2 separate regions of the Arachis hypogaea genome follow, and region 2 is linked to region 1. Evidence: chromatin contacts called from public Hi-C data. All regions are on one chromosome and are shown on one strand. Each heading gives the region's core, a stretch centred on a gene start, on an enhancer-like site or on the middle of the called end of the contact. The rest is flanking DNA. Distances are from core to core; before and after follow the strand shown. Region 1 holds the start of LOC112785602. Region 2 holds the start of LOC112783931 (transcription factor TGA4).

The links. Hi-C and Micro-C count contacts between places; a contact is called where the count stands out from the background.
Region 2: a Hi-C map of leaf shows a contact between it and region 1, with 4 times the contacts expected there. The contact joins the promoter of LOC112783931 here to the promoter of LOC112785602 in region 1. A contact is called at or near these places in 3 of 8 Hi-C or Micro-C datasets (leaf and an unstated tissue).

Annotation. Positions count from the first base shown.
Region 1 is chr20:23,654,303-23,658,086 of arahy.Tifrunner.gnm2.J5K5, reverse strand. LOC112785602 reads right to left here and starts at 2,195. Exons shown (of 5, transcript XM_072230989.1): 1 at 2,061-2,195; 2 at 1,127-1,973; 3 at 128-269; 4 at 1-12. The coding sequence starts at 2,195.
Region 2 is chr20:23,831,630-23,835,413 of arahy.Tifrunner.gnm2.J5K5, reverse strand. LOC112783931 (transcription factor TGA4) reads right to left here and starts at 1,631. Exons shown (of 9, transcript XM_025827011.3): 1 at 1,441-1,631; 2 at 1-199. The coding sequence starts at 131.

The sequences.
Region 1 (3,784 bases), core at 946-3,445:
TTCAACCTCCTCCTTCACATCGAAGCGCTAGAACCATGACTGTCATGCGATGCATGCGACAAACCACCACCACAACCCCCATTTTCTATCTCCATCCAGGCAGCAAACCAAGGATTACAGCTCCTACTGAGGTCTATCGCCACCGAAAGTGTTCATGGGGTTGTATTTATTGTTGAATTTGGGATTAGGATTTATCCACTCAAGGACTAATTTGACTTCTAAAGCAAGACTTATCTTGTCAGCAACAACATGGTACAGCTTGGCATTTGCTACGTTGGCAGTTAACAGCACATGTCAGCGGATGTTTGCCAACTCAGCGACGGAGATGACAGAAGGACAAACGTGACCAAGTAGGGTATCTTTAGGGGACGGATTTGATTAATTTTATCTTTTAGGGAAGATTTTGACTATTAACTCCGTATATTAACTAGGACTCAATTTGGTATTTTTATCTCCCATCAGATATCATCTTGAGATGGAAAAAAGAAATTGTGAGACAGACATTCAAGTTGTCTTTGTTATTTAATATTTAATAGTATATTAGATACAAAATATAAAAATGGTAAAATATCATCTTTTATCTTTTTTCTCCGTCACATCACACCACCAAACTCCCTTAGTCTTCATTTATGGAGTTAATACTCAAAATGACTCCTAAAATTTGACTCCTGACTCAATTTAACCCTTAAAATTTCAATTGACTCTAATTGTACCCTGAAATTTTGGCCTGTATCTCAATTTAGCCTTTCCGTCATTTTCCATCATCGAAAAGCTTATCTAACAATTTTGGTTGATACCTAGCACCAAAGCAGTTAGATGATGTGGAAAAATATTTGAAAGCATCAATTTAACCCCTAAAAATTTCAAATAAAACCTAGCAACCCCAATTTCTCTAAATTGCAAGAGTCTCTCCAAGAGTTGAGAAGGATGTTGGGGAGCAACAGTCAAAGTTCAAGTAGCTCTAGTAGAGCTCATTCGTATGGTGATTGGGTTAAGAACACATACCGTGACAGAGGTGGGAAGGTTCTCCATTGGTGTGGTTCTGGGTTGCGTCCTATTCTTCGATGGTTTGGGAGCTCTTTGATTCCTCTTCCTCTGAATTTTCTGTCACTAGAGACCACCGCACCTTGGTAGGGGGTATAACAATCCAATTCGTTACCGGTTCCAAGAACTCCACATCGCCCCCTACCCCAAGACCACACATTATATCCATCCCGCACAACAATAACAGCATGTGCAGCTCCACATGCAACTTGAACCGGATCTGGAAACTTAGGTTGGTATGAAACACACAGTTTACGCAAGGGTGAGAGGGCATCACTTGAATCTGATGAACCACAACCAACATCAGGGCATAAGCCAAGACCCTTCTCCATTCCCCATGACAACACATCCCCTGATGAGGAAACCACACTTGTATAAAACAAGCCGCAATCGATACCAATAAGAGATATATCTTGCGGCAAGTCTTGAACAGGGGTAGGAAATAATGCGCTTTGGGTTGTTCCATGCCCGAGTTGGCCATTATCCCCAAGGCCAAAAGTCCAGTACTTGCTTTCCAACTCGGTAGATTTCTTTTTGCGAGTGAGCAAGGCAGTGTGAGCAGCATCACATGCTATGTCATAAATTGTCCAAGGGGACTCCTCATCAAATGTTTTCACAACTTCTGGATGTGCCATGTTCTCCCTATTCCCCAATCCTAACTGGCCATGGTTGTTAAAACCGTAAGAGTAGCAAACCAAATCTTCACCATTGTTTGATTCTTCGGTACTAACCAATGCTACAATATACTCATTTCCACATGCAACCTTGGCAACATTAAGGCCATGAAAGGCCAGTATTGGCATTGGAATGAAACTACTTAGAAGAGAGAATTCACCTTTGCTTTCTTGTGGGTAGTTTCTCCACATCCAGAAGGTGTCACGATTATCAATAACCATAGACATCTTTTCTCCTGCTTTGGCAGCATGTATCTGCTAAAATTAAATGGGCAAAAAACACATTAAGACATTCTCACGATGTTTTATGTTTTAGGATGAAATTCATGTTTCTTATTGTACCTTAATTGATCCTTTTCCTTCAAGTGAGTGCAATTCGGGAAACTTATTCAATAGGTGGGGTGCTAGGTTATAAACTCCACCAATAGAATTTTCATCAGGTGTGTCCTCTCTGTTAGTGCCAAGTTGACCATCCATACCTAGTACTTATGGTGCTACATATCTATATCAGCACAAAATTCCAAAGACATCTACATGATATTCACTCTTGCAAAAGTAGGGTATAGTAATTGATCCATTTTTGAAGAGAGAGAGACTGAATTCTTCTTCCCTTATTAGCACTTATCAATGTTTACTCTGAGACCCAAAAGACATAAAAAAGGTAAAAATTTGACATATTTATTCACACCATTACACTTGCAATGCAATTAAGAAGATGCATAAAATTTGTTATATTGTCTCAAATATTTTTCTCCATATTAATTTCATATAGTTGATGTTAGCAACTATTAGTGCTCAAAAAGTAGCCTTACATGTAATTTTAAAATGCAGCCAATAATGCAGCAAGAGTCTGACAACATATCATTAAAAATCATTCTAATGTCTTGACTGACATAACAATTTATCATATATTCCTTATTCCCTTATATAAGCTTATAAAGAAAAAGGGTTCAATTGTTCCTCTTTTGATCAAATTAATTAAACATATACTTAAAAAAGTCAGATATTACTCTTAATGTATCAAAATTAATTAACTTCAAAAAAAAAAGAAAAATAATAAATAAAAGAAAATTGAGTAGGTGTGAAGAGTTACACTGTTACAAAACCTGCAAGAGCAAGATTATGATATGCACCAGAAGCAATAGCAACAATTTTGGGTGTGTCTGCTTCTCCTCCATTAGGTTAATAGAGCGAAAAAAATAAAAAACAAACCTCATGAAATAGAGCGAAAAAAATGAAAAACAAACCTCATGTAACATTTTGAAAAGATGGTGATTCTCAGGCAATTAGTCTTCACAATTAGTCTTCACAATTAGGGGCAAAACAAGTAAGAAAAGCTTCAAGCTTTAGTTACAGCGATACCCATGGTTCTTCTCTGAGGGTACGTATACGAAGGGAGGAGGAGGAAGAAGAAGGGTCAATTGAGGATTTCATTTTGAGTTGGTTAACGTTTGGGTTTACCCCTTTCTCATGTCACACGACGTCGTTTCTAAACAATTTGGGCGCCAAGAGTTAAACGACGTGCCAAATGACAACCAAAATTGCCAGGTCAGCTCTTCGGTGACGGAAAGCGACAGAAGGGTCAAATTGAGGCGCGGATCAAAATTTCAAGGTACAATTAGAGTCAATTGAAACCTTGAGGACTAAATTGAGTCGGGTCAAATTCCAAGAGCCATTTTAAGTATTAACTCTCATTTATGTGATACTCGGTAATCATGAATTGCAAACTAGATCCAATAACATTCATAAAACATCATCTTACTATACCTAAATTTTTTTAGACTAGACAGTATTAAATTTTAATAGTTTTGCTGCTTCTATTTTTTATTTATTTATTTTTTCAGAAATAGAGCTATATTTGATCAAGTAGTCTTTTCTTTGTCAACAAAAAAAAAAAGTAGTCTTTTCTTTCTCGTAACTAACTGAGATTATCTCGATCTAATTTTTTTCTTGTCTAACATTCTTGTTTAATTTTGGGGTTTTATATGCCCTTTGTTAACCCAAAAAGTTAACAGTAAATATTCTTTGATGTGCTCTTTGTCATCCTACTAACATTAATCTTGTTT
Region 2 (3,784 bases), core at 382-2,881, 180 kb before region 1:
TCAATTAAGGGAATGGATGCACTTAAATTGACATTACTTTTGAGGCTATCTCCCCACATATTGATCTGCTGGATAGGATCATACACACCCATCCTTCTCGAGGAAACGAACTGCGTCGATGGTGAATTCATGCTCTACGGACTAATCGGCACAGAAATTCAGTCAGTGTTCAGCATTCAACACATACATGTATATCAAACTGCTGCCAAGGAAAAAGAAAACATTAATGCTCAATCAATCTTGCACTAATAACCACAAGTTATAATGTATACATATGCCTTCAAGAGATGACATCATCAAGTAACCATTCAATGAAAATCAGTGAATATGATTGTTAAGATCAAAATAATCTTCTGTTTATATAATATAACCAATTCATTACTATACAAGTTACACACAAGAAAAGCGAATGCAAAAGGATAGATGCCTTTATAGAAATAGTGATCATTTAAAACACATTAAACCAAACTCTTTTGAAATACTACTCAAATGTTTGCTTGAAAAGTTGCTCAAAAGTTACCAATTATGTGTCTTTCAAAATAAGACTGCAAAAAGCTATCAGCTGAAAAGACCAAAACACTTTAACAAGAAACAGAAGATGGTGCTGACAAGAATAAGTTATTTAGCTTAAAGACTAAAAGAGCCACTATTGACCATGATGAAGAAGAAAGATATTTACGATTAAGAAGAAATAAAATTAAAAAATAAAAATAGAACTGGGATTCACACATGCACATGCCTCTTCCAATATCATAGTAATAGTAGTAGGAGGGTGAAGGGACCAAAACCAACATAGAAAAGGGTAGCAGAAGATTCATAGGAACCCTTTAAATAACTTAATTATCAATCCAATTTCAAGCAAAATAAGAAAACCAGACAATAACACAAACACAAACACTGCATAATTCATAATTCTGTTTAACCAATTATATTAATCCAAGCTTTTAGTTTTTTTCTTCCTTCATCATAGCCACAAAAACAACACCACCCTATGCAAAAGATTCCACAGTACTATCTTTTCTTTTCCAAAACAAACCAAAAAAGATGTTAAAGGCTTACATATAAAGGACACATGAAAAACCAAATCCTAAACTATACCCTTTTCCTTTTCCCAAAGGGCAACACCAAAAGAAGTAGCAATAACTAACTGGGAGAAGAAAGAAAGTACCGGTAATCCTAGAAGAACTCGAAATTGTAGCAAAGACAAGAAACAAAAGCAAGCTTAGTTCAAAAACAAAAGACAAAAGCATCTCTCTCTCTCTATGCTTCTTATGTCATAAACTACAAAACAGTGTGTGATCCGTACTCACTTCAGTGGCTTCCTCGTTTTCCACAGCACTTATATGGATTAGGATAATTATTTATTGAGTACTATATTAAAAAAAGGAAAATTAGAATTAAAATTAACAAAAAAGGGGCTAATAATAATAAAAGCCGAACCTAAGAGTTATAGAAAGGTAGCTTTGTTGAAATGAAGAAGCAGCAGAAAGAAAGTACTCATGACTCATTCATAACCATAAACCTTCCATCATTGCGTTGAGAAGACGACGCCTTTCACAATGCCCAATTTTTTATTCATCAAAATGGAAGATGAAGCCCACCATTATTATTTTTATGATTTTGTATAAAATGTTTTACATTATTTGTCCAATCATATTTATTTCTTTAAAAAATTATTTATTTAATTTATTTAATTAATATAAAATAGAATTATTTTTGCTGAGGATTCTAATAGTTAACATAATTGTTCCCTTGTAACTTCTTTTACTATCTAATTTATTAGAATTTAATTTTAATACACTTGCGGTATATAATTATTGAAAAAGTATAGGTAATTAATAATATTTTTGAACATGAACAATATGAATTAATAAGGTTGAAAAAATAAATTAATTTTAAATTTAATTAGTAGCATTAAATTAGAGTGTAGTATATTTTTATTTGATTAGTGGTTATTCATATTGTTCAAGATAGTTATTGTTTACTTAATACTCCCCATAATTATTTTACAAATGTATTTAATCACATAACATTATATTAATAAAAATAACTATTTTTTATATTAATTGTGTGAATAGTCCATCAAGAGAATGGTTATAATTGCAATGTTTTACATTATTCAATACATAAAAATTAAACTCTAATTTATAAATATTTTAAACTCTAGTTTATAAATATTTTTCTTTTTATAAGTGTTTGTTAAATTTAGAATATATTCTTATTTTGGTGGCTTGAATAAAGAAAAGTAAAATAAATAAATAAAAATGTAGAGTTTGTGTTGTAGGATGTAGTTGCAAATATTAATTTTGTGGGGGGTGCTGTGGGTGTAAGTGAATGGGAGTGTTGAGGAACAGAGAGTCAAAAAGAATTTGAGGGAGGGAAGAAGGTATCGCAGTCATGGTCATGTTTCCACTACCAAGCACTAATGTGCGCACCAGGTGGATCACCCCGTCACAATTCACCAATCACCACCCTCTTTTAAGTTTCCCTACCACCGCCGTCACCACATTTTCCGGCCACCGCAACATCCTCACCACTAGCGGCTTTCTTATATTTTCTCATATTTTGCTCACAATGCTTTAAGTCGGGGTTGATATATACAAAAATGAATAAATGAATAAAAAGTACACATAACAAATTTTAAGATCATAAAAATATATATTAAAATTTTGATCTTGTCATGTATATTTTTGTAATCTAAAATTTTTTCATGTGTATTTTTTTTTTATTTACTCAAGAAAACCTTCTAAATGAAAATCTTTATGAGTTGAAAGCTAATGGATCTAATAGATATGCACGGCTCAAAACATGAATCAATTCAAATTATTGGACTTAATTACAAGTAAGATCATATTGTTAATCCAAATTTCATAAAATAAAGTCTTCAATTAATTATAGCTCATATTTAAAAAAAAATTACTTGAACAAAAATTATTTTAACCCAGCTTAAAATAAATTGAACATTATATATAGTTAAGGAAAAACTACCAAAAGTACCCATAAAGTTTACGAATACTGACAAAAGTATCCATAAACTAAGAAAATTAACGCTGTACCCATGAAAGATGGGTTCCGTATGACAAAAGTATCCAAATCTTTTTTTTTTGTTGATTTTTTAATAAAATTTCTAAACTACCCTACACTCAACCTCAACTCACTTTTTCAACATTTCATAACTCAATTTGCACCAACTTTTATCATGGAGTTCAAAACTACTCCTACAACAAACGAGACCGAAATCAATGGTAGTGGTGGTGGTGGTAGAGGATCAGACCTCAATCGATTCACTCATAAGTTTATAATCCATATCCAAACCAAATTAATCAAACACCAAAAAATACTCAAAACATAAAAATTTTCAAATCCATTCATCCAATTTCAATTCACTTTAGCAAAACTAGAAATAAAAAAAGCCATCAACCATAAAAAATCAACAAATCCATTCATCAAATTTGAAATTTATTGCAGCAAAAATCAGAAGTAGAAGTAGCCATCAACTGGATCTTCTCTAAATCAATCTCAGCCTTCATAAAAAATAGAAGCAAATTAAAAAAAAAATAGAACAGTATCATTTTAGTAGTAACTAAATCAATTTCTGAAAAGAAGAAAAATAAAATAAAAATATTTTAAAAAAAGAAATACTTTTTTCTTCGCGGGCCGACTGTAACATCGTCAATGGCAAAACCTCCATTCACAGTGTCGCCTCCCTTTCTTCTCTGATTTCTCTCTACCGAACCCACTTTCTGCATGCAAGAGTACCACGACCCCTCTCTTCTCAGGTGTG